7 separate regions of the Mus musculus genome follow, and all the other regions are linked to region 6. The links are chromatin contacts, called in public Hi-C, HiCAR-type, Micro-C and promoter capture Hi-C maps. All regions are on one chromosome and are shown on one strand. The core of a region is the stretch at or near the end of the contact, and the rest is flanking DNA. Distances in the headings are between cores, read along the strand shown. Region 1 holds the start of Sgpp1 (sphingosine-1-phosphate phosphatase 1). Region 2 overlaps Ppp2r5e (protein phosphatase 2, regulatory subunit B', epsilon). Region 3 holds the start of Wdr89 (WD repeat domain 89). Region 4 holds the start of L3hypdh (L-3-hydroxyproline dehydratase (trans-)). Region 5 holds the start of Ppp2r5e (protein phosphatase 2, regulatory subunit B', epsilon). Region 6 holds the start of Snapc1 (small nuclear RNA activating complex, polypeptide 1). Region 7 holds the start of Lrrc9 (leucine rich repeat containing 9).

Region 1 (3,672 bases), core at 340-2,839, 1.8 Mb before region 6:
ATGTGTGATGTCCATCCTGTAACCCTACAATTTGGTGGTCTGGGGTTTCAAGACAAACAAAATACTCAGTTGTAGCAAACACCTGTTAGCTCAGTACTTGAAAATCAGACTTGGTCTCCACAGCAAGTTTCTGGCCAGCATAGCATGTTTTATTATAGATTATTTTTGCCAAATGCTAATAATGGTCTTTATTATTCAGAAACATCAACTAATAACACTACTCTGTGTATGTTCTGCTGGGCCCAAACTCAGAGCTTCCTGCTTGCTGGCTAAGAAGAGACACCCATAGCAAACCATGGTTACTTTGTATACCATTCTTCAGGCCCAGTATTCCTTTTCTCATGCTTGTCTGCTTTCCTAGGCTGTAAACGCTTTTACTTATTTTGATACAGTATCTTGTTATGAAGCCCCAGCTGTCCTCAAACTCCAAATCTTCCCATGTCAGCCTCCAAGCGCTGGGATTCGTCTGTGCTCCCTCAACCTTTCCAACCTCAGCAATTCCAGGGCCAGGGACTCGAGGCAATCCTCTTTATGACTGCAGCAAGTGGAATAGGAGGAGCTGGGAAGCAATCTTTCTTGGGAAATGAAACTATTTCTCATGGCTTACCAGCATGGAGCATTTTCCAGCCTCTTTCTTGGAAGTAGTTCAGTCTTTAATTATAGACATTCGTTTGCCTTGACTGAAAATAACTTCCTGGAATTAAAACTTTGAAATCTTTTAATAAAATCGGATCCATCTAGAAGTTAAAGTCAAGTTTGTGACTTGCAAGACAATCCTGTTAAGATTCTAGTTCAGCCTATCAGATTCCAAGTTCAAACCTGGCATGGTGCCCCAGTAACCCCGAGTCTTGGGGGGCTTCACCAGAAGGATCAACAGTTCAGGGCTAGCCTTAACTACATAGCAAGGCTGAGGCCAATCTCGGCTAAATGATATACCCTGGTTCAAAAACAAAAACAAAACAAAACAAACAACAACAACAAAACAAAAACAAAAACAAAAAAACAAACAAACAAAAAAACAAACCCGAAACTCACAAAAAGAAAACGATAAAAGACAAAACAAAAAATACCCTCAGAATTCTCCACGCTACATTCTCCCACTAACTATGTGTTCTGAGCAATCTTGCTAAGTGCTAGAATTTATTAAGGAAATTTTACACCTAAATTCGCTTAAGAGACGTATGTGATGAGTGACAGTCAGATTTTACTTGGTAGGTGACTGGCTTTTCCTTTGCAGACCACAGCTGTGTCAGCGATCACATACCCAGGCTCTGTCCTGGATTATCTACGGTTTTCTAATCTTGCCACCGCTGGTCAATTGGCACGTGGCTTTCCGGACATCAACCATCCGAGACAGCTCTGAAATTAGTTGCTAATTAATGGCGTGAGTCGGACGATTCCGGTTTCGCGGCGGTTACTTTGCCTCCATTCATCACGCCCCAATTGATTCCAGGCTAATAAAAGCCGCGGGCAGCTCCTGGGTCACCAGCCCTGCCTAGACCCGCACTGTTCTTCGCACAGCAACCAGGAGCACCGGGAGGCGGGGCTTCGGCGACAGCTCCGGGCTGCGCGCGCGGCGCGGGCCTCCGTGAGCGCGCCAGGGGAGGGGCGCGCGGGGCGCAGGGCGCGCGCGGCGGCCGCTGCGGCCTGTTGGCGCGGTCGCCGGCAGCCTCGAGCGAGTCGAGCTAGGCACCGTGGCGGCTGTGGCTGGCGAGGAGCGCGTGGCCGGATCAATTCCCGAGTGGCCCGCGACCATGTCCCTGGGGCAGCGGCTGGCTCTGCTGGCCAGCCGTCTGCAGGAGCCGCAGCGGGTGGCGAGCTTCCAGCGTCTGTGTGGGGTGGAGGTGCCGCTCAGCAGCCCGGCGGCGGACGAGGATGCAGAGACCGAGGTTCGCGGAGCCCCGGGAGAACCCCGGCGACGGGGACGGCAGCCGGGCGCTGAGGACAGCCCCGCCAAGGCGGACTGCTGCGGTGCCCCGAACGGCGTGCGCAACGGGCTGGCGGCCGAGCCGGGCCCGACCGGGCCCCGCCGCGCGGGCTCGCAGCGCCGCAACTCGTTGACGGGCGAGGAGGGCGAGCTGGTCAAAGTGAGCAACTTGCCGCTCTACTACCTGTTCTGCTTAGGCACGGAACTGGGCAACGAGCTCTTCTACATCTTATTCTTCCCCTTCTGGATCTGGAATCTCGACCCCTTTGTGGGCCGGAGGCTGGTGATCATCTGGGTGCTGGTCATGTACCTGGGCCAGTGCACCAAGGACATCATCCGCTGGCCACGGCCGGCCTCGCCGCCTGTCATCAAGCTGGAGGTCTTCTACAACTCGGAATACAGCATGCCCTCCACGCATGCCATGTCAGGCACCGCCATCCCCATCGCCATGTTCCTGCTCACCTATGGCCGCTGGCAGGTACGCTGTGCCCCTCAGCTCCACGGTCGAGTTTCCAGTGCTTTCTGAACTTTCTTTTTCCCCTTTTTTTAAAAATTTGCCTCTTCCCGTCCAAAACCCCAACCCACAGGTTCTCACAGTACCCACGCAGGTCCTGTCAGAGTTCTAGAAAATTAACTGATGACGGTTCTTAAACACTAAACTGTATTTTAATACAGTTGGGTATAGTTTCTTAGACCCCCACCCCCCAAGGAAACACTTTTCGTGCATTGAATCCTTGAGCTTAGACTGAGTTTTTAAACTTAGTTCGTCTGATGCACAGTGGTGATTCAGTGTACTTAAAATGAAACACTTGGTAACTGAGACCCGGTTTCACTGCAATACATGGTGTTTACAATGTAAAATTAAAGAGTGTTTTCAAAACAGTAGTATAATTTCGGCACAGGCACATTCCAAGCACTAAAGTAATGACAGTTAAGAAAAAAAGCCGAAAGGTAAAGGAACAGAATCTAGATGAGTTCGTCGTAAAGGATTGACTGCAGGTCTGTTAAGACACTTCACTTCTGTCTCTGGTCTGGAGAACCAGTTGTTAGTTGCTACACTGTTACTATGGCGGTAACTGTAACCCTGCAGTTATAGGCTTTGCCTTCCGAGGAGCTGGATTGGTTATAATGGCGTTTGACATCGGGGGCAATTTGTCCATCAAGAGTTTTTAATGGTAGTCATTTTTTTAATTTGCCTGCGTTTTGGGGCTTCCCTAATTTGAGCTTCCTAGGGTTTGTTTGCAAGTGATACTTGAGTTTACAATTTAATTATCTTTCACACAGAAGCAAAATATATTTGTCTACTGGTCTTGCTTTATCTGTCTTAAATTGTATGATTTGTTAGTCTTTCGGACCAGACTCTTAAGAATAAAGTGCATCGGTTTTGGAGAATCTAGGAAAACTCATTATCTTTTTTTTTAACTCCCTTTTATTGCACAAGATTGAGAAATGCCAACTGTGCTGTAAAACTCCATTATAGGCTTACTTAACCCACGTTGAGTTTCAGTATGGGTAAATGTTGCCAGTATCATCCCAGGCCCTCTCTACTGTGCAATTCATCTGTTTTACAGTAACAGAAATCAGGCATGGACCCAGGAAGAATGACGGAATTAGGAGGGGAGACTAAGATAGAAAGTTCTTTTCTTATTTAACCCCTGGTGATACATGGTCACATTTGGATTGTAAAAACAGTGTTGCCTGTTTGGGGTGGAAAAAAAATATCTAAAAATTCCCATCTGATCTAA
Region 2 (3,384 bases), core at 644-3,143, 1.6 Mb before region 6:
TGTTCTCTCTTGAATATTGTGGTCACTTTTCCATTACATGTCATTTCTGTAGGTTTCTAAATTATTTGTGTGTGCATACCTTAGGAGAATTGACATTTTTTGTGGGTCTCCCCACTCTTGTAGATCATCAGCTGATTAAATCCACAAAGGCAGTGGGAGCAGAGACCCTGTGAGTGTGTACAGTGAATAACCACACGGGACCAGCTATCAGGAGGTAGATCAACTTTACTTAGGATGACTCAATTCTTACAAGGTTTAGGGGGACTAAGAGTAGGAAGATCCAGGATGAGCAAAGGTATACAGACCTAGCTGCTCACTGCATGTCCTTCTTCAGTAGGATGTGTTTAACTCTTACCTCACCACACTGTGTTAACCGGATCGGTTTATTCTCCCCTTTAAGCCCTGGCATTGGTTGGGAGAATCATTGTGCTAATGACCTTCATGCTATTACACAACTATGTATTAATTTCTTGTTATTTCTGGGTGTGATTCCGTGGGGCTCTTCTGTGGGCAGGATGGATGGATTTTGCAGGTCAAACAATACCATTGGATAGACTATTGATTGCCTGCTTGGAGTTATTTGATGACCTTATATTGTAATGATTTACATTTATTTCTAAATGTCTAACATTTTCATTCAGTTTTAAGCTACTTGAGAAGTGTTTAGATGTTCAGGTGATTTGGTTTTGGGATCCATTGTGATCAGAATGTACTGACTGTCTGCTGTCTTCTTGTAATTTATGAGATTTTCCTCTTTTCATGTGCAGGAGGGCAGGGTACCTAGTCCTTCTTACCTTTCTTTTCTTTTTTTAAAAATTTATTTTATTTATGTACATTGATGTTTTGTCTGTATGTATGCCTGTGTGAAGGTATCAGATCCCCTGGAACTAGGGTTACAGATAGTTGTGAGTTACTGTGTGGGTGCTGGGAGCCACTGCTCCTAACCATTTAGCCATTTCTCCAGTCCCCATCCCACTCCCTCCCTTTCAAATAAATATTTCTTGAAAGAGTTTATTTGAATCCCAGCACTTGGGAGGCAGAGACAGTCGGATTTCTGAGTTTGAGGCCAGCCTGGTCTACAAAGTGAGTTCCAGGACAGCCAGGGTTACACAGAGAAAACCTGTCTCGAAAAACCAAAAAAAAAAAAAAAAAAAAAAAAAAAGAAAGAAAGAAAGAAAGAAAGAAAGAAAGAAAGAAAAGAAAGAGTATATTTGCTTTTGGGAGTGGTCCCATAGATATTAAACTTCTACTTTGTTGAAATCTGGACTACACAGCACTCCTTTGGTCCTTGCTCAGTCCTATCTTTTTACAACCCTTGAGGGCTAGGGAGATGAGGACATGGAGACTGGGGCATCATAGCTCAGGAGTGCAGTTCCAGGGCCAGTCCATACAGGACGAGCTCCTTCCTTGGACCATTCCTGGTCCCACCCTGACCCAGGAAAGTGAGATGGGAGAGGGATGGGAGGGGGAGAGAGAAAGGGAGGCAAATAGACTGACTTAGTCCATGTTTCCCAGGCTGTTGTGAATGCTTGAGTTCATGTTACCCTCCTTATCCTTCCTGTAGTTAGAAGCAGTCCTTGATCTTCAACTGATTTTATAGCTTAACATTCAGTTGTGATAGGAAAAATTTTTTTTTTCAGTCTGTTACTATACAAATTGTTTAAAGGACTCCCCCGCATCCTGTGGTTTGTCCTGACTGCTAGAGCTCTTTAATTGAAGGGAGGCCCTGCTAGAAGAATTTAATCTGTGATAAAGGATAAAGAATAGAAAGCAAAGCTTTGCTATGCTGGGAAGCTCCAGAGGCAGCTAAAGGAGGGAGGGGCTCAGTGTGCTAGTCCATGAAGGGGGGCGTGTTGGGAATGCATCTGTGATTCTCTCTGCTTCTCCTGCTGCTGCATCTTACACTGACTTTTCTGTGTGCATGAATGCTGCATGGTGTAGAAGAATCCAGGCTCTGGAGCCAGACATCCTGGGTTTGAATTGTGTCTCCACTGTTTATTAGCTGTATGATTCTGAGCAAGATACTGAACATTTTTGTCGTGATTTACTCATCTATTAAGTTGAAAATAGTACCTATTTATGTACTTTGTTGTAGAAAGTAAATGAGAATTAGTGTGTCTAAGTGCTTAGACTAGAGCACAAAGAATGTACCCAGCACATCCAATAAGTATAAGCTATTATGTCTCATCCAGTAGGTGGATAGTCTGCTTCAGATTTGTATGTGATGTATCAGTTTGCATGAATAAAGAATGGATTCCAACTGCTTACCATTAAAAAGCTTCTAAATGCCAACTGCCTGAATGTTTTGAATTGTTAAATATGTAAATCTATTGAGTGACCACCCAACTTTGTTTATGCTTGAATGAGGGTTTGCCCTTTAAAAAGCTGTCTTTCAATGATGCTTTAGACTTCCTGTGTACTTGTGAGCATTCTTCATGTCTAGTTTGGGGGCTTTGTTAAATCTGTGGTAGTAAAATTTGGATTAATTAAAACACCCAGAAGATTTTAACTTTTTTTTTTTTTTTTTTTTTTGGTTTTTCAAGACAGGGTTTCTCTGTGTGGTCCTGCCTGTCCTGGAACTCACTCTGTAGACCAGGCTGGCCTCGAACTCAGAAATCCGCCTGCCTCTGCCTCCCAAGTGTTGAGATTAAAGGCGTGTGCCGCCACGCCCAGCAGATTTTAACTTTTAACTAATGTTACATGAGTGTGCCCTTTCCCTGTTCCCTTTCCAGCATCAAAACTCCCATTCAGATTCATAGTGTGGGGTTAACTGGTGTGGAGTCCTTGGGTAGCTGAGGCCTTGTGAATGTGGCTAGAGACCTAAGTGCTGTTCCTAGCTACATAACTCGATCTGAAATCTCAATAATCAGCTCTCTCTCCTTTTTTTTTTTTTTTTAATAGAAGAGAATGCCACCTTGCTTACCTGTAAATGTAGTCTCAGTATTAAGGAGTCCTTCACTTGGATGGTAGCAGTTGAGCCTATCCTGAGTGTGTCAGTTACTTATCACATGCTTGATAACACCATGACTAAGGCAGCTTATAAAGGAAAGTGTGTATAGGGCGTACAGTCTTCGAGGGTGGCAGGGAGTCAGGCTGTAGGCAAGCAGGCAGGCAGGCAGGCAGGCACTGGAGCTATGAGCTTACATCTTTTTTGTTGTTGTTAAGTAGGAGGCAGAGAGAAAGAACTAACTGAGAGTAGTTTTGGCTTTTGAAACCTCAACGCCCACCTTCAGTGACATCTGTCCTCCAACTCTTCCCAAACGCTTCCACCACCAGGGACTAAACATTCAAATAGATGAAGTTCTTCTGGGGCCATCCGCATTTAAACCACCATACTGATTATAGTTTTCTGTATGGGGGTGGGTGTGTGTGGATAAAATAGTA
Region 3 (3,383 bases), core at 182-2,681, 1.7 Mb before region 6:
TTCCCCGAAAGCCATTGTTCTTGGTTGGATAGCAAAACTGAGTCCTCTCCGGGTTACACGGATCCCTTCATAGTCCTAAAATAAGAACCATCACTACCTGTGATATAAAGATCAGGGCATGGCAAAGACCAAAACCCCGGGGGGTCAGGTTACAAGCCCCCTAGGATGGCAAGCTCCCAACTCCAATTTCCCCCAGGAATTCCCTTTAGTAACTTCATAGATAAAGGTCCAGAAGGCAGTGGAAGCCAGCATCTCAGTGTTCAGGATATGAAAAGAGTATGTCAGTTCCCTAACCATTCTTAACCCACTGTAGGTCAGGACTCCTGGCTATGCCATGACACCAAGACCGATATTAATTAGAAACTGCAACTAATCAAACAATAATCTCTATCTCCAACTCTACTAGCTGTAAATGGGACCAACCTAAACTCACCTTGGGGGGATTTCCAGGGGAAGGATACCTTTTAACAGCACCAAGATATATCCCCTAGTTAGTTCCCCTTATTCAGATTCCTGTGGGTATACACAGCACGTTAATTTCACGAGTCCCAGCCGAATGTATTTCCAGGGACAATCTGGCTTGTTTGCATTATCGCTTAACCAAGTACGTATTTTCTGAATTGTTTACACTGGAAAACGCGGTCTCATGGTTGTTATACCACAGGTATTCATCTATAATGAAAAGAGGGTAGAGTCCACCTAAACTAGATTCAGGGCTTCTTGGTGTTCAAGGACAGAGCTCATTCCCCTATTGGTAGGGCCAGATGTCATGTCTCCACTACAGTTGGAACATCAGCCCTGTATCAAACTAAAGTTTAAAAGCAACATCAAAATAGGACAGATGAGACAGGACCTGACCATTATGGACTTCAATTCCCAGAGTTACCTGGGGCCGAGGCAAAACTACCTCCAGATTTTGTAATTGCGCTCCTGTCAACCTTGAGTCATAGCCATGCTGGAGTGAAGGCCGGATACTGCTCGTTCAAACCCGCCTGTATAGCTAGGCTTTGTGATCACGTGTGGTTATTTCAGATCCACGAAATCCTGCCTCAGCCCCACTCCTCTGGTCCGCGAAATAACTTTACACCCGAGTCCGAGGAAGCGGAAGAAGTGCTGGAAGAAACTGCAAAGCCACATCCGCATGAAAAGGCGGAATCGGTGACGATCTTGCCTTTTATTGGCCACACGTCCAGGAAGCTGGGTCCCAGGGACTTCCGTTAACCTGACCTAGAGGGAGGTGTTGTATGGCGTGGTCCGTAGACCGAGTTACGCATGCGCAGACCTTCTGCCCTCGTCCAATCGGAAGGTAGCAAGCAAAGGCGCGCGGCTCCCGCTTCAGAAGAGCCCGCTGGTTATGGTCCGGCCTCTGTGCTATGGACCAATCCGCTTCAGCTTCCTCTATATTTTTACCCAATCAGAGCCGGAGGGCGGAGTTCCAGCCGGCCGTGGGCAGAGCGTGCGTTTTCTCCAGCTCCAGTGTGGGGTTTGCTGCGGAGGTACTTTCTGCTGGGCAGGGCGGGCAGCTCTCTCGACCGGCGGCCACTGGGTGGCACGCGCGTGGAGAGCCCTGGGCGGGGAGCGCAGAAGGGGAGCGGGTGGTGTGAGAGGGAGCACGTGCATGCGCAGGGACCGCGTGGGTCTCTGTATGCCAGGATGTGGGGTCCATGCCACCCGAAGGTCTCTGCTTCAGTTTCGAGGAAGGGTGGGTAGGTCCCTGCTCGCTCTTGCCTGCCCTTCCTCTCACTCATCCCACACCCACCTCCTGGCTCCGGCCTTTTTCCACATCAAAAAGCAGATTTTTTCATTTGGTACGCGGAGCCAAGTCGTACAGTATGTGCTGTGATGCAGGCTACTAGGCTAAGTTCCTTACGTGTGTGGTGTCATCTAGGCCACACAGCTGTCCACCGAGCTAGGTGCTGGTCGGGTGTGGTGAAGCACACCGGGGATCCCAGTACTGACTGGGAGGGAGGTAGAGGCAAGAGGATCTCTTTGAGTTTCCAGCTAACCAGTGCTTCTTGGGAAAACTTTGTCATGCACACACACACACACACACACAAACCTAATTCACAACGAAAACCACCCAAGAGGCAGTGCTGGCAGCATCTTATTTTTGTGAAATGTCTCATTTAGGCTAACTCTGACAACTTAAATTGAGGGAATTCAGCTTCCACAAATGTAAAATTAAAGATAGTACAACTAGTAAAACGCTCCTGTTTTCTTTCCTAACTTGAAATTGTTTTAAAGCCGGGCAGTGGTGGCACACGCCTTTGATCCCAGCACTTGGGAGGCAGAGGCAGGCGGATTTCTGAGTTCGAGGCCAGCCTGGTCTACAGAGTGAGTTCCAGAACAGCCAGGGCTACACAGAGAAACCCTGTCTTGAAAAAACAAAAAAAGAAAAGGAAAGAAAAAAGAAATTATTTTAAAATCCTAAACAGTGTACCAGGAAACCAGTTAATTGGTTATTATCCAAGTAAGATGAACTGGTAGGAAGGCATCAGTCTAAAGGTCTACTTCCTAACTTTGCTTTGCAATCATCAGGTTGTTAAAAAGTGCATGGTCCGTGCCAAATTGCTTCTCAGTGTTGTGATAATTCAGTGAAGATGTGGACTTATAGTCTATGTTATTGGTATCAACCATACCTGTTTCTGCTTCTTGTTTAAAGACCACAAAATCATGCAGCCTAGTTAACAATGTAAGTGTGAGATACCTCTGTGTTGACTACTTACCCGCCTATCTTGGGGTCAGGACAGTACTATCTAGAGAGCAGAAGTGAGAAGTGTCTAGCTCGTCTTTTTACCTTAGATTTTATAGAACAGGGCAAAAGTAAGTCAGCCCCTGTGACTGTTGAGGTTTCTTTCGTGTCCACCTTTGTTTAAAATCTTGACTGTTTTCTGCAACTTTCAGGGTTGGTTGGTTTGGGTTGGTTGGTTGGTTTGGGGTTTTGGAGTCAGGGTTTCTGTGAGGTTCTGGTGGTCCTAGAGCTCACTTTGTAAACTAGGCTAGCCTTAAACTTAGAGAACTTGGTGTTCTCTCAAGTGCTGGAATTATAGGCTTTCACATCAACCGAACTGCACCTTCTATTTATTATAAATAGAACTGAAAACATTGTGTGTTTTGTGTGTGTGTATGTGTGTATCTTTCTTGTTGTTTTTGAGGCAGGGCTTCAACCTATGTAGCTTTGGCTGACCTAGAATTTAGGCTAGCTTTGAACTCACAGATCCACCTGCCTCTGCCTCCTGCATGTTGGGGTTAAAGGCCAGTGTCTCACATCCAGCTTAAGACATTGCTTTTTGTTGTTTTTTTGTTTTGTTTTTTGAGACAGGGTATCTCTGTATAGCCCTGGCTGTCCTGGAACTCACTTTGTAGACCAGGGTGGCCTTGAA
Region 4 (3,256 bases), core at 468-2,967, 1.9 Mb after region 6:
GTCCTGAGCCGCTGTGGAGGTTCTGGGGATCAAACCCCACGAAAAGCAGCAAGTGCTCTTAATCACTGAGCCATCTCTCCAGCCAATCCTTAACACCTTTTTTAAACACAACTGAACTGTAATGAGAAGGAAGTCCCTTCTCCATGGGCTTTGCGTCTAAAAGATCTCAAAACCAAGGCCAACAAACCAAAGCTCATTTACCTAACGAGAAGAATCTGTACAACCTTTCATAGCCATTGGTGAGCTATAGCTAAAATGTTGTCCTTGTTTTTTTCTGCAGCAGTCTAAGACCCTTTGTGAAGGGCTTAATGTATTTACATTTGATGTCCAGTGTAATAGTGCACGCCTTTCAACCCAGCACTATGGAGGCGGAGGCAGGTGGAACTCTGCGTTCGAGGTTAGCCTGGTCTACAGAGCAAGTTCCAGGTCGACTAAGGCTACAAGGACAAACCCTGTCTTGAAAAACAACTATTACATTTGAGGTTGAAAAAGCAAGTCTCGTGGCAATTAGGTTCTGCTTCCTTGTCCTGTTCTAACTCTGCTTCTAATTCTGAAGTCAACCACCAGGAATGCTTTCCTGGACAAGAACAAAGGGACTGAAGGAAGGGACACAGGAAGAGCACAACAAAGACTCAGCCTTTAATTCTGCACAAGCGCTCTTCTCCAGCCATTCTGGAGCAGACCATCCCAACCCCGGGAGAAGTCAGTGCCTGGGCTCAGCGCAGCCAAGGGCCAGGCTGCTCGCTGCAGCAGAGCTGTCGGCCCGATGGCGAGCCCAAGACAATGCGAGGAAAAGCAATAGGAAAAAAGGACAGAGACACGCCCGCAGCCTAATCGACCACTTACCCATTGGCCACACTAGGTTCCCCTGAGAAGCCGGGGATCAGCGGGTCCGAACGCAGCGCCCGAACATCCGGGCCACAGCGCTCTCAGCCGCTCCGCCTCCCGCTAGCCTGGCAAGCACGCTGGAACCCCGCCCCTGCTACATTCGGCTCCGAGTCCCGCCCCACCACCGCTTCCCCCGCTAGGGGTGTCGGGGGTGCACGCGGCGGACTTCCAGGCCTAGGATTCCCAGAAACCTAGTTTCCTAATCTAGGCTTGGAAGCCTCTCTCTCTCTCTCTCTCTCTCTCTCTCTCTCTCTCTCTCTCTCTCTCGCTTCCGGGTTTGAGCTCAGAGGCTCCACCTTTTCCGGGTCCAGACTCAGGTCTCGTCCCCGCCCTGCCTCCAACTTGAACTGGTCTCCACCGCCTCCAGTGTCTCTTTGAAGGGGCCCTGAGGTCCCGCCCCCGTTTCCTAGACGAAGCTCGTAGCTCCGCCCACCCCGTGCATTCAAGTCGCCGAGGCCTCGCTCCTACCCTGCATTGAGGTCTCCGAGGACCGCCCCCATCGTGCGGGCTAGTTTTCTAGGCACCGCCTCCGCAGAGTAGTCTCTGGAGCCCCGCCCCTATTTTATTGGCTCCTTTTCTAGGCCCTGCCCCTGCCGCGTGTCTAGTCTCCGAGGCCCCGCCCCCGCCGAGCAGTCCAGCCTCCGAGCCCCGCCCCGCTGCTGGAGCAAGTTCCGAAGCCCCGCCCCCTCCGTGTGTTCAAACCTCTGGAGCCACGCCCCCATTTGGGGGGTCTAGTTTTCTAATCCCTGCCCACGCTCCCTGTCCTGTCGCCCAGGCTCGCCCCTGTTGGGAGTCTAACTCTGAATCCTGCTAGCTCGGGCGCGCCCAGTCTAAGATTCCGGACGCTGGTCGCTGGGTGATCTCTGCTCGCCGGCTTGGCCCTGAGATTGCCACCGGTTCTGCGCGTTCTCCCGTTGGGTTTGGCGCTTTCTCCCTGCTTGGAGAGAGCACCACCGCGCTGTGCGGCAGTCCCTGGACGCAGACAATGGAGGCGGCGCTGGCAGTGACCCGGCTGCCCCCAAACGACCCGAGGACGCCAGCACTGTCGGTGGTGGACATGCACACAGGCGGCGAGCCTCTGCGCATCGTGCACGCCGGGTGTCCGGAGGTGGCAGGGCCCACGTTGCTGGCCAAGCGTCGCTACATGCGTCAACACCTCGACTACATCCGGCGGCGGCTCGTGTTCGAGCCCCGCGGCCACCGGGACATGTACGGGGCCATCCTGGTGCCCAGTGAGCTGCCAGACGCACACCTAGGCGTCCTGTTCTTGCACAACGAAGGCTACAGCTCCATGTGCGGTCACGCGGTGCTAGCGCTGGGCCGCTTCGCGCTCGACTTTGGACTGGTGCCCGCTCCCCCAAAAGGCGCCCGGGAGGCTCAGGTCAACATCCACTGCCCGTGTGGTCTGGTGACCGCCTTCGTAGAGTGTGAAGGTGGCCGCAGTTGCGGCCCTGTGCGCTTCCACAGCGTCCCAGCCTTTGTCCTGGCCTCAGGTAAAGGGTGAGACTCACTAGACCCGGTTGAGACAATCCGCGAATCTAACCACTGCTCTGTGGCTGAATATATCTGCGCAACTAACCCACCCTGCCTGCCCTTGCGATTAATAAAAAGGTAATTCCAAATTACTGCAAACACGCTTCAGTGTCTTTGCCTTACAGGTTTGGTGGATGCAATTCTGCTGTCCTGCTGAGCGGATCCATGCTCACAAGGCCTGGGGGGAGCTTAGAGTGGAATGCGGATGAATTGTGCGCTTCCTTTTTTTAAGATCCTCATTCCTTGCTTGTCAGGATTCATAGCCGCTTCACAGTAGACTGAAGTTAAGGACCAAAGGACAGTGTGTGTACCAGAGTTCGAGCATAGCTTAGAATATGCTTGGTAAGAACTAAATGACTCTGAAAGGCACTAAATTTGTAAGCAAAGCTATTGCTGTCCTTGTTGAGAAACAAAGTCCTTGGCTGGACACACAAGTTCACAACCCCTCAAAAGCCATCCAACCTTAGGCAAAGTTCACAGACTCCTTGACTGAGTCTGTACCTTCATTTTATCTCAGAGGTTTTTGTGGTTAGTAATGAGGGTATGAAACATTGTTAAAATTTTTTTTTCTTAAATTAATGAGTGTTCATTGTTTTATTGTTTTGAGACAGGGGGTCACTGTGTAGCCCTGGCTGGAATGGAACCCTGGAATTTCTACGTTGACTAGGCTGGCCCACTTCTTGAGTACTGGTAGATTTTTTTTTTAAAGATTTATTTATTTATTATATGTAAGTACACTGTAGCTGTCTTCAGACACTCCAGAAGAGGGCGTCAGATCTTGTTAGAGATGGTTGTGAGCCACCATGTGGTTGCTGGGATTTGAATTCCGGACCTT
Region 5 (3,349 bases), core at 794-3,293, 1.6 Mb before region 6:
ATACTGCTCTAGCCAATGGGCCATTCCTTCTGTATTTAGAATACTGAGTTTAATACCTCATCTTAAACTTAAACATAGATGCCCTCATTTTTTTCTTGTGTGTTGCAAGTGGATTGCTTTGCACTCTCCTTGGAGAACACCCCACTTTCCCTGGGCTCTGTAGATCTTATGAGATTCTTGGCCCCGAGAACAAACCTCACACAGGCAAGGATGTTCCCATATTAAAAAAGACCTCCTCATCTCAGTTGCTCAGCTATTTTATAGAAAATGAAATGACTTTGAAATGAATTGTCTTTATAGCCATCCATAATTTGCAAGCAAAATCCTCACTCTACAAAATGTGAAATGTTCTAAGCAACAGCTGTGAGCATTTCAAACGTGCACTACTTTTTAACGGTTCAACTGTTGCCAAGGGAAATTGAGTTGGCTTCAAAATCTTTCTTGGTTTTAATTTTGCATTTACCAATCAGACGTTGAAGAAACATGCTCTGCTTGGCTAGGATATTAAACATTTCTAAAGACTGAAGTATGGAAATATAAGTTACTTGAAGCCAGGAACCAGACTGGAATTCCATATAATTCTGCAGCATGGGGCAATGAACTTTATTAGGGTAAAAATGGCCACTCAGTCAGTCAGTCAGCAGCCAGTCTTCTGGGGTCTGCTTTCGTATAAGCCATCTTTCCCATTTCAGTTCAGGGCAGTAACATTCTCTTTCATAGTACAGAATTATTTTTCTACCCAACAGGATAGAAATTTGCAACAAACCAGAAACGCAAACGCATGGTTAGCACTTGTGGGTATGATACAGAGAGCTTTATAAATGTATATTCCTTAACTGTACAGAACATGACATGATACTGAGAGGAAAAACTCGGCTACAGGATGAAGCATTTTGAGTTTGAAAAAGAATATACATACATGTGTGTATGTATGTATACATACATATATATATACATATATATATATATACTTGTGTGTATATACATATATGAAATATAATACTAAAACTACATCAAAATGACTGGTTATTTTGGGTTTATGGATTATAATATTATTTCTCCTGTATTTCCCCTCCCAGATTTCCAAATTTTGAGCAGCTGGTAGTTTGATCTTTGTAGTTAGTATTTTTTTCTTCTTTTAACTATTGTACGTAGCCTGCATTCAAATTGATTGATGGTCTAAGAATATTCTTTGGAAACGTACCATTTGGCCTAGGGTTCACCAATGATGCAAAAACATGTATGTATTTTCGTCCTCGTTCTAGATAGAGGTAAGTCTTCTGTTTAAACTCAGACTCAAACTATCAATTAAAATCTGTCGAGTTGGGGGCTGGGTATTTCGGAGTCCTGAAAGGGCGAATGCGGGTATTCTGAATGGGAGACTGCAGAGTTGCCATCTGCATTAACTCCCGGAGCGCGGGCCCCCGCCGAGCCTGGCAGGGGCATCAGAGAGCTGATATTCAGAACTGGCTTTTGGGGGGACCAGGTGAGAGTCCAACCGGTGGCCAGGCCTCCCACGAGTTGAGCGAAGGACAGCCACTGGGGTATTTTTCTGCCGGCTTCCATGGCCGCGTTTACACAGGGCTCAGGGGGCCGTGGGTTCCGTGCGGAGTGGGGCTTGCGGGCTGAACCGTGAGGCACCAGGACGGCCGCCCTGTGGCCTTCGGATACCCGGGTGAAGACGCTCGCGGTCCACAGGGTTCCGCCTGGCGGAAGCTCCAGTCTCGGGCGCGCCCGCCGAGCTCTCCTCAGGCCTAGCAGACGCCGCAGTACCCCCACTTCAGGCGCCCTGGCGGAAACGGCGGCCCGGTCGCCCGAGCTCACGGTAGCATCCGGGTCCCCCGCGCCTCGCCCAATCGAGGGCCCCGTCCCTTCACACCCTCCTGTTTCCCCGCCCCCCCGCGCCGCCAATCCCCGACCAGCTCTCAGCCGAACGTGCTGGCCTGGGAGTGAAGGCGCGCGCCGGCCAATGAAGTCTCGCTTCCCGTTTGAAGTCTCCAGTGGGCGGGCGTCGGAGGCGGGCTCTGCTAGCCAGGAGGTTCGGTTGCGCCTGTGCCATGGACTCAGCCGCCCGGTGATATTGACAATAGGAGAGAGAAAGGGGCATTGACGGGGACCCTGCGCGGGTAGCGAACGGCGGCTCTGGCAGCGGCGGCTCAGGCGGCTCCAACTCTTCCTCCCGACTCCCGCGCTTGCTGCCGCTGCAAATCCAGGCTTCCTCCCTCCTCCCCCTCCCCGCGTCGCCGCCGCCGCCGCCGCCGCCACCACCGCCGCCGGGTCCGGTGCAACGAGCAGAGGCGCCGCCCGCCGGGAATGTGAACGAAGAGCCACCGGCCGCGCCGCAACCGGGTCGGTGCCGATTTGATGGGACGGGCCCGCGGGGGAGGCTCGTGAGGCCGCCGCTGCCACTGCCGGAGCGCTGAGGTTAGGGGCCAGCCGAGAGGCCTAGAAACACTGCCGCTACCGCGGAACCGGAGGGACGTCGCCCCGGACGGCCGTAGTAGCCCGGGGCTCTCCGCCGCTGCCTGGACCTCCCCCCGTGCGTCCCGGGCCGTCGCCCGCCCCCGCCGCGGCCCCTAGCTCGCAGCCCACTCCGCGCAGCCACAGATCATCTTCCGATTCTTTCCCAGGAGCTTCAAGGTAACTTCAGCTTCGGGTCCCGCGGCTTGCCTCCCGGGGAACCCGCGGAGCGGCGGGCTCGGGAAGGCCGGGCCCAGGCAGCTGAGGGGTGCGGCGGGGTGGGGGGAGCGGGAGCAAGCGCCCGGCCCACTTGTCTGATCTACCTGCAGAGGCTTTGGAGGCCAGCACCTCTCTTCTCCTCGGCCTCGCCGGCTCCTTTTCCTCCCTCTTTTGAGGCGTTTTCTTGCCCCCCCCCCGGCGGGGGCGGGGGAGCAGGGAGGAAGATTCCGTGGCCGCGCAGCTTCTCCAGGGCTTGGGGTTTATGTGAACATACCTGCAGACAAACAGGCCACTTCCCTGTTTTCATACCTCCCCCTTGGAAAAGCCCCAGTAGTGTGCTCTTTAGAGAATGCTAACGCTTTGGGTGCAGTGGCCCAGGTGAAACCTGTTTCCCTGGGCTTTGCAGGGACCCCGCTGTTACCATCATTTCTGCAATGCTTTGAGTTGAGATCCTTGACATTTTATTCAGAGCTGCGCGCATAAGAGGCAAATGATGAAAAAGAAAGCTGCCTATAGATCATCGTTAGAGATGAGAGAAGAGAAATAGAGACAGAATGAGGGATGGGGGGAACGAGGCTTACAGAAATCTGTGTTGCTAGGGTTAGAGTGAAATCTAAATAATTCCCAGATGAAATTGTAATATTCGTCCCTAAATTTACAGCATACCAGT
Region 6 (3,452 bases), core at 720-3,219:
CCTGCCTCTTGATCGCTCTAATTAATAAGCCTCTGATACCACACTTGATAAAATTAACTTCCTCTAAGTGTCAATTTTCTTTCTTTTTATTTTTTTTGTTTTTGTTTTTTTCAAGACAAGGTTTCTGTATAGCCCTGGCTGTCCTGGAACTCACTCTGTAGACCAGGCTGGCCTCGAACTCAGAAATCCGCCTGCCTCTGCCTCCCAAGTGCTGGGATTAAAGGGGTGCGTCACCACGCCCGGCTATAAGCTTCAATTTTCTAATCTCTAAAACATGGAACACTTATACCAGCTTTTCAGAGCTCTAAGTTAAGTATATTAGATAATGAATCCATTACAGTTAGCTACATAAAATATCAGTTGTACAATAAATAATTTTTGTTGTTATTTGGGGTTTTGAGACAGTGTCTCCTGCAGAATTCTCTTTGTAGCTAGGATGGCCTTGTACTCCTGGCCTTGATTCTCCCCACATTCTGGGCATTCTCCCCACATTCTGGGCATTCTCCCCACATTCTGGGCTTAGAGGAGTGCTGCCCCAGAGCAGGTTAATTTCATCACCTGTAGTAATTTACACCTTAATTTGTAATAACTGACAATCTACATAATAGTCTAAATCAATAATATAAAAAGTTCTATTTTATTCAACAAAAGATCTATTAAGATTCCATTCAATCATTTACCCTTTTCAAGAATTTATATGGTATGGTAATTAATACAAACACCGTATTCAAACGTGGGCAAGGTGGTGAATGCCTGACCTTAGAAGGAAGAGTCAGGCAGATCTCAAGGCCAGTCTGGTATAACGGCAAGTTTCAGGCCAGCCAAAGCTACACACAATGAGGGCAAGTCTCAAAAACAAGTAAGGAATACCACATTAATCACATGGCTGTTCTCACTAAGTTCAGTCTAAGGGAGAAATCAAAGAGTAGTAATAACTCTGAACATTAATTTCACACGTCGAACCAGCTAATATATTGATTCATTTAATTCCCACACTATCATGATCTAGTTTACAGACAAAAAGGGTTGTCTCAGATCTGGGGGAGGGGGACTGGAGAGCTGTATTCAAATCCTGATGCCCAAGACCCATCATCTCCACTCTTCACCGTTATCCAAGACTGCGTCTCTAATTATGAAATATACTCTAGACGGTGAGATAAGCCCTTCGTGCTGGGGGTAGACAGAACTCGAGCCTCTCACTTAGTCCCGAAGGCCAAAAGAATTCCCTAAAGAACTGTCATTTGGGTTCAAAAATGACTGACGAAGTGGACAAGCAAAAGGAGATGGAAAATTCCCAGGCTAGGAAACGCCAGTGGAGTACCAAAAGCAACTCGAGCCAAGAGAGTGAGTGCAAGGTGTGGGCACTGGAGATGAGGCTGGGGACAGAGGTAAAGGCAGCTACTGGCTTGAATCTAGGCTTTATCCAACTAAAGGCGATACACAGAGATTCAAACCTGCACTTGCAACGTCAGTTGTTGCATGCTAAATGAATTCGTTCGTAGAGGACCCTGTGTCGGTGGGAATACTTTGTTTCTAACCGCGGATTCATTCGGCAATCAAGATTGGAGGAGGTTTGGCCTCGGATGGAGGCGGTGGAGATGCAGAGGGCCGAGCCAGCAGAGTGCAAGGGCGACCCACGGAAACCGCCAAGGCGGAGGTCGGGGATGCAGGCTGCGTTCCCCACAGGAGAGACAGGGTAGGAGGACGAGGCACACCCACCAGAAGATGGTCGCGAACTTCATGCTGCGCCAGAGCTCCGTGAAGTCCTCGAAGCGCACGCTGTCCATCTCTTGGAAGCGGCTGAGCAGCGTCTCGTAGTCAGTCTGCAGGCCCGGAGGGATCCCCACGCCTTCAACAGTTCCAGCGCCCGTGGGACGGGTCCCGGCGCCCGCAGGAGTCCCCATGCTCACTCTCTCCCGGACCCGGCTTCCCCAATGCCCAGAAGGCCCTGTAGCACCGCCCCAGTCACGTCACATCACGTACGCGCACTCCGTGACGTACTATCCGGGACCTCAAGCCCCGCCTTCATCCGGGTCTTACCTGGCGCCTGTGGCGCTTCTTGCGCGTGCGTAAATGCAAGGTGATTTTAGTCTAGGAAGCCGAACTTGGTGTGATACACGCCTTTAATTTCAGTGCTTGAGAGGCAGAGACAGGAGGATTTCTGTGATTTACAAGCCTGTCCGGTGTATGCAGCGAGTTTCAGGTCTACATAGAGAGACCCTCTAAATAAATAAATAAATAAGACCTTCAAATTAGATAAGTAGGTAGATAAAACAATAGTAGTGCCTGCTAACTATTAATCAATAGGACATGAAGACTCGATTTCTCTCTCTCTCTCTCTCTCTCTCTCTCTCTCTCTCTCTCTCTCTCTCTCTCTCTCTCTCTCCCTCCCTCCCTCCCTCCCTCCCTCCCTCCCTCTCTCTCTCTCTCTCTTTCTTTCTTTCTTCTTTTTTTTTTTTTTTCCGAGAAAGGGTTTTCTGTATATCCCTGGCTGTCCTGAAACTCATTCTGTAGATCAGGCTGGCCTAAAACTCAGAAATCCGCCTGCCTCTGCCTCAACTAACAGCCCCCAAAAGGATTTGAGGTCTTCATTGCCTCCTGACTTATGTAAACTACACTTAGCCTGCCAGTCTTCTTTAAAGTGACTCTACAGTAGCAACCACCCTAACCTCCCTCCACGTGGGAAGATGATCTAAAGAGAACTTGTTAGGGAAGGAACTCCCGTGGTTCTTCCTCATTGCCAAGATCCCCTACAGTCTATGCTTACTTGAGTGATTAATTTGTGGCTCTCCAAGTAATATGCAACCACTCTGGGCAGCAGTTGCTGTTTCCTACCGTTGTTGCCTCTGACAATCTAGCACACTGTCTGATATACTGTTTGGCTAAAGTAGCTCTCTAGAAATCCCACTTTTTAGCTTCTCCCAGGGGCTTGTTACGGGTTAGCATTCTGTATTTGAACTGTATTTCTGTTTTGAAGGCACACTAATCTTTAGAAAAGGTATTCTGGGATGTGCTTGTATGGATGCATTTATTTTATTGTTTGTAATGGTTTGTTTGTGTGTGTGTGTGTGTGTGTTTTCATGAACACACCTCCTGGCCCATGTGGAGGCCAGAAGTTGATGTCCAGTGTGTATACATATATTTTAGTTGTAGTGGGTTTTTTGGTTTGTTTTGGGTTTTTTTTTGTTTTTTTGAGACAGGGTTTCTCTGTATAGCCTTGGCTGTCCTGGAACTCACTTTGTAGACCAGGCTGGCCTCGAACTCAGAAATCCGCCTTCCTCTGCCTCCCAAGTGCAGAATTAAAGGCGTTTGCCACCACGCCCAGCTATAGTTGATTTTTAATTTTATGAAAATAGAATTGCAATCTACAACTCATATTCTTCAAAATATTTTTAAACATTCAAGATGTATCTGTGCTGCTATTTGCAGCCATAGTTCCTATTTTCACTGTT
Region 7 (3,334 bases), core at 682-3,181, 1.5 Mb after region 6:
TTATTTTGCACTAACAGCTTCCTTCTTTGTAAAAGCCACTCATCTTTCGTGTCCTCTTTCCTATGCAATAAACTCAAAAGCCCACGTGAACATGTCACAGGCATCTCAAATACAGTATGCCTGTCCCAAGCTGAGCTCGTATTTCCAACCAATGTTGTTTCCCCTTAATGAATGCCTTCTTGTGCTAAAGGACACCACCACCCATCCCTTCTCCATCCCAACACACACACACACACACACACACACACACACACACACACACACACACAATTCTTATGCTTCCTCTCCACTCTCTGCCATCGTGGCCCCTCTTGTCTCACTACCTACCCCATTCTCTAATCCATGGGAGCAGCTAGACTCTTGCGGGGGTATATTTGTTTATGCTACTCCTCTTGGAAATTGTTTATAATCACCATTTTCAGACTCATGCCAATCTCTTAAGCCCCTGGTCAACCAAAACAGCCACTCAACATTCCAGTACCGGCTACAACTCTAGTCCTATGATAGCTAGCATGGCTGTACTTCAGCACATACTTCTTCCTCTCCTTGAAATATCTTCTGTCCTTGACTCTATACTCCATATATCCTTAAAGAGTGCCTTGAGTCTTCTTCGAAGACTTGCATCCTCTTTGGTCTTATTGTAAACATTCTCTTTCATGTGACTGGGTAAGGTTAGCACATGTCCTCTGCATGGCTACTGTCTGTCACATTGTATTGTGATACTTGCAGGTCCTTCCTCCTAACATGTTCACCGAGGACAGGAACTACGGCTGACACGACATAACTTATCAAATGGTTCCAATGAACTGTCATACCACACACATCCTACCCAACATGACTGTAAACACTGTTCTGCATGGCAATTTGTAACACAGTACTAACTGGTCCGTAAAGAACTGTCTGCCAGCAAAGCTGAGTGAGCATTTAATCTAAGAAACTATCACCTTTCTGCCCAACAGAAGCCCTAGGTGGTCCAACTGTTTTCTCCCTTGAGTATAAAGGAGCCAGAACCCAACAGTTCTCCCTGGTGGTTCACATAAAGGCCCTCCTATTTCTAGATGATCAGTATCCCTTGAGTCTTTCAGTCCAGTAGTTGCCCGAGCCTAGGGCACATCATTTTTTCCTTTTTCCTAGGATCCTTCTCTGAAGTATCACTATTATTTTTTATTATTATAACTACCATCACAATATTACTATAACCCCCACTGCACCATCACATAGGTCCCCTGACCTGTGTGCTGCTGGGAGATTTCCTCCATGTGACTCCCTAGTCCTTCCTACAGGGGAGGGACACCTAGAGGCAACCAGAAGACCGATACTCAGTACCTTATTCCAGAGAGAGGATGGATTCCAGGGCTGTCCTAGGCAGGTCAGAGTGCACTCCGACCTCCCAAATCCCTTCCTGCAGCTGACACCAGCCCCGGGCCTGCTGTGTACTGACCGCCCACTGCGGTTGTCTAGGAAACCCTCTCTCCGCCTCCCTTGACCTCTGGGTCAGGAAGGGGATGGCGAGGACGGGGAAATCAGCCGCCCATCCTTGCCTGCATCACGTGGTAGCAAACTACAACCAATTAACTTAAGCAGGGAAGACCCTCCCCCGCCCCCTTCCGGAAGACCTCCCCTCCCACCTTTGTTAAGACTCCCGCGGAGCGGTGGCAGCCGGTCGCTGCCTAGTTCTTAGTCTTGGGTGTTCACTTTGTTTCCTTCCGAGGACAGTGACAGTTTGTGGGCTAGGCGGTGGGGACCTGGTCCTGGCATTTTCACAGTTAAAGTTTTTGACACCTGGAGCCTCGAAGTCAGCAGTACTAACTGGTCTTGATCCCCAGCATGGCGTGGAGCAGTGAGGTCATAAGACGGTTCCCCTTCCGCCGCTGATGGCCTCGGTCCCAGCTGCTGCGCAGCTGAGGCCACCAAGAGCCCGGTGAGCCCCCAAGGGCAAGCGCCAGACCGCGCGCCCAGGAACGTCTCCAAGCAATCGACCCCCACTGGTCTTTTAGGAGTTCTCAGGCAGGCTTTCGAGTGTCTTAATTTGCCAAAATTCTCAGGAGGCAATAATTTACAAGATAGAATACAAGTTAAGAGGACAGGGGGAGACTGGCTGAGAAAGCAATGAACTTATAAAACAAACCAAATCAACCACAACGTCTACTAGAGTTAGCCACTAGCCACAGCCGCGTATGTGCCCTTTAAAAGCGGTAGTCTGAACTGACGTATATAGGAAAATAGACCAAAACTTAAACGCTTGGTATGCAGAGATGCAATGGAAACGACTTTGTTAATGATTTTTGTATCGATCACATGTTAAACTATTTTGGGGTGCACTGAGTTAAATAAGGTTATGTTTTGTTTGTTACGTTGAAAATCTGGCTACCAGGACAATTTATAATTGCTTGGGAGGCTTGCATTAGGTTATTTTGGACCGGGCATGTCGTTGTTTGCTGTCTATTGCAAGAAATAAACACCATGACCGGACGCAACTTGAGATGAGGGTTTATTTGGCTTTATATGATCAGATCACAGTCCTTCAGCAGGGGAGTCAGCCCAGCTAGGAGCAGTGGAGAAATACTATGGGGTTCAGGTGGCTCTCTTATACAAGCCAGGACGACCTGCTCAGGAGAGGCACTGTCCACAGTGGGCTGGGCTCTCTCCTATCAGTCATTAATCAAAAAAAAAAAAAAAAAAAAAAAGATATGCTCTCAGGACAATCTGATAGGGGCAGTTCCTCAGTTGAGATTCTGTCGTTGTGTCTAGTTTTGTATCAAATTGACAAAACTCTTGACAGCACTGCACTCATTTTTATAATTCAGTGGGGATGTGTTAGTATTTATGACCTTCGGGTCCTCTTGCAAACTAGCATCTGCTGCTTCACTCAGCCTAGCTTTCAATTGCTTTCTCAAGAAAATCTAAACATTATAAATATTTCGTTTTTCTTTCTTTCTTATTTTTTGTTTATATTTTTGTTTGTTTGTTTGTTTGTTTTTTTGAGTTTCTCTGTGTAGCCCTGGCTGTCCTGGAACTCACTTTGTAGACCAAGCTGGCCTCGAACTCAGAAATTCGCCTGTCTCTGCCTCCCAAGTGCTGGGATTAAAAGCATGTGTCACCACGCCCGGCTAAATATTTCTATTTAATAACTTAAGAGTTGGATGCATCCGATGAGTTTGCTGTCTGTAAACACATTCACTGAAGAAGTGAATTAATTCTCCCTCTCTATTTTCATTTCACTGAACACTGTTCCTTCCTGTCAGCAACAGATCAAAAGTAAGCCGATTAAACTATTTGTGGCTTATGGTAAAAGCGATGCCAGGTTTGTTTGTTTTTTGTTTGTTTGTTTGTT

What was found. Promoter capture Hi-C pulls out the DNA fragments that hold promoters and counts their contacts. Hi-C and Micro-C count contacts between places; a contact is called where the count stands out from the background. HiCAR-type assays count read pairs that join an accessible place to other places. Capture Hi-C pulls out chosen DNA fragments and counts their contacts.
Region 1: a contact with region 6 is called in a promoter capture Hi-C map of hippocampal neurons, with 6 times the contacts expected there. The contact joins the promoter of Sgpp1 here to the promoter of Snapc1 in region 6. A contact is called at or near these places in 3 of 39 promoter capture datasets (cranial neural crest, hippocampal neurons and liver) and 3 of 115 datasets of contacts at active chromatin or transcription factors (astrocytes, embryonic forebrain and large pre-B cells).
Region 2: a Micro-C map of embryonic stem cells shows a contact between it and region 6, with 4 times the contacts expected there. The contact joins the enhancer-like site here to the promoter of Snapc1 in region 6. A contact is called at or near these places in 1 of 39 promoter capture datasets (cranial neural crest), 1 of 484 Hi-C or Micro-C datasets (embryonic stem cells) and 1 of 115 datasets of contacts at active chromatin or transcription factors (stem cell-derived neural progenitor cells).
Region 3: a contact with region 6 is called in a Hi-C map of B cells, with 9 read pairs. The contact joins the promoter of Wdr89 here to the promoter of Snapc1 in region 6. A contact is called at or near these places in 9 of 39 promoter capture datasets (the 3T3-L1 cell line, embryonic stem cells, hippocampal neurons and 4 more), 1 of 484 Hi-C or Micro-C datasets (B cells), 2 of 115 datasets of contacts at active chromatin or transcription factors (embryonic stem cells and stem cell-derived neural progenitor cells) and 1 of 9 other capture datasets (embryonic stem cells).
Region 4: a promoter capture Hi-C map of liver shows a contact between it and region 6, with 2.8 times the contacts expected there. The contact joins the promoter of L3hypdh here to the promoter of Snapc1 in region 6. A contact is called at or near these places in 5 of 39 promoter capture datasets (hematopoietic stem and progenitor cells, hippocampal neurons, liver and 1 more), 1 of 484 Hi-C or Micro-C datasets (CD4 T cells) and 1 of 9 other capture datasets (liver).
Region 5: a contact with region 6 is called in a HiCAR-type map of astrocytes, with 6 times the contacts expected there. The contact joins the promoter of Ppp2r5e here to the promoter of Snapc1 in region 6. A contact is called at or near these places in 7 of 39 promoter capture datasets (the 3T3-L1 cell line, the C10 cell line, hippocampal neurons and 3 more), 1 of 484 Hi-C or Micro-C datasets (embryonic stem cells), 4 of 115 datasets of contacts at active chromatin or transcription factors (astrocytes, embryonic stem cells, forebrain and 1 more) and 1 of 9 other capture datasets (embryonic stem cells).
Region 7: a promoter capture Hi-C map of second pharyngeal arch cranial neural crest shows a contact between it and region 6. The contact joins the promoter of Lrrc9 here to the promoter of Snapc1 in region 6. A contact is called at or near these places in 4 of 39 promoter capture datasets (cranial neural crest, hippocampal neurons, maxillary cranial neural crest and 1 more).

Annotation. Positions count from the first base shown.
Region 1 is chr12:75,733,646-75,737,317 of GRCm38.p6, reverse strand. It overlaps Sgpp1 (sphingosine-1-phosphate phosphatase 1), which reads left to right and starts at 1,589. Exons shown (of 3, transcript NM_030750.3): 1 at 1,589-2,405. The coding sequence starts at 1,755.
Region 2 is chr12:75,519,065-75,522,448 of GRCm38.p6, reverse strand. The region is part of intron 2 of Ppp2r5e (protein phosphatase 2, regulatory subunit B', epsilon); the gene reads left to right. Among named protein-coding and RNA genes, the nearest start is that of Ppp2r5e, 75 kb to the left of the region's middle. Within about 2 kb of position 1,893, at least 27 of the 459 cell types and tissues checked have an H3K27ac peak or open chromatin away from gene starts, as enhancers often do. A contact at or near this core is called in embryonic stem cells, where this site is marked.
Region 3 is chr12:75,667,585-75,670,967 of GRCm38.p6, reverse strand. It overlaps Wdr89 (WD repeat domain 89), which reads left to right and starts at 1,431. Exons shown (of 2, transcript NM_028203.1): 1 at 1,431-1,496. Gm34717 (a long non-coding RNA gene) reads right to left here and starts at 1,243. Exons shown (of 3, transcript XR_381697.2): 1 at 887-1,243.
Region 4 is chr12:72,083,774-72,087,029 of GRCm38.p6, reverse strand. It overlaps L3hypdh (L-3-hydroxyproline dehydratase (trans-)), which reads left to right and starts at 1,717. Exons shown (of 5, transcript NM_026038.2): 1 at 1,717-2,381. The coding sequence starts at 1,874. Jkamp (JNK1/MAPK8-associated membrane protein) reads right to left here and starts at 1,191. Exons shown (of 7, transcript NM_024205.2): 1 at 847-1,191. The coding sequence starts at 850.
Region 5 is chr12:75,594,926-75,598,274 of GRCm38.p6, reverse strand. Ppp2r5e (protein phosphatase 2, regulatory subunit B', epsilon) reads left to right here and starts at 2,043. Exons shown (of 14, transcript NM_012024.3): 1 at 2,043-2,640.
Region 6 is chr12:73,963,014-73,966,465 of GRCm38.p6, reverse strand. It overlaps Snapc1 (small nuclear RNA activating complex, polypeptide 1), which reads right to left and starts at 1,969. Exons shown (of 10, transcript NM_178392.5): 1 at 1,720-1,969. The coding sequence starts at 1,904.
Region 7 is chr12:72,440,463-72,443,796 of GRCm38.p6, reverse strand. Lrrc9 (leucine rich repeat containing 9) reads right to left here and starts at 1,931. Exons shown (of 32, transcript NM_001142728.1): 1 at 1,629-1,931.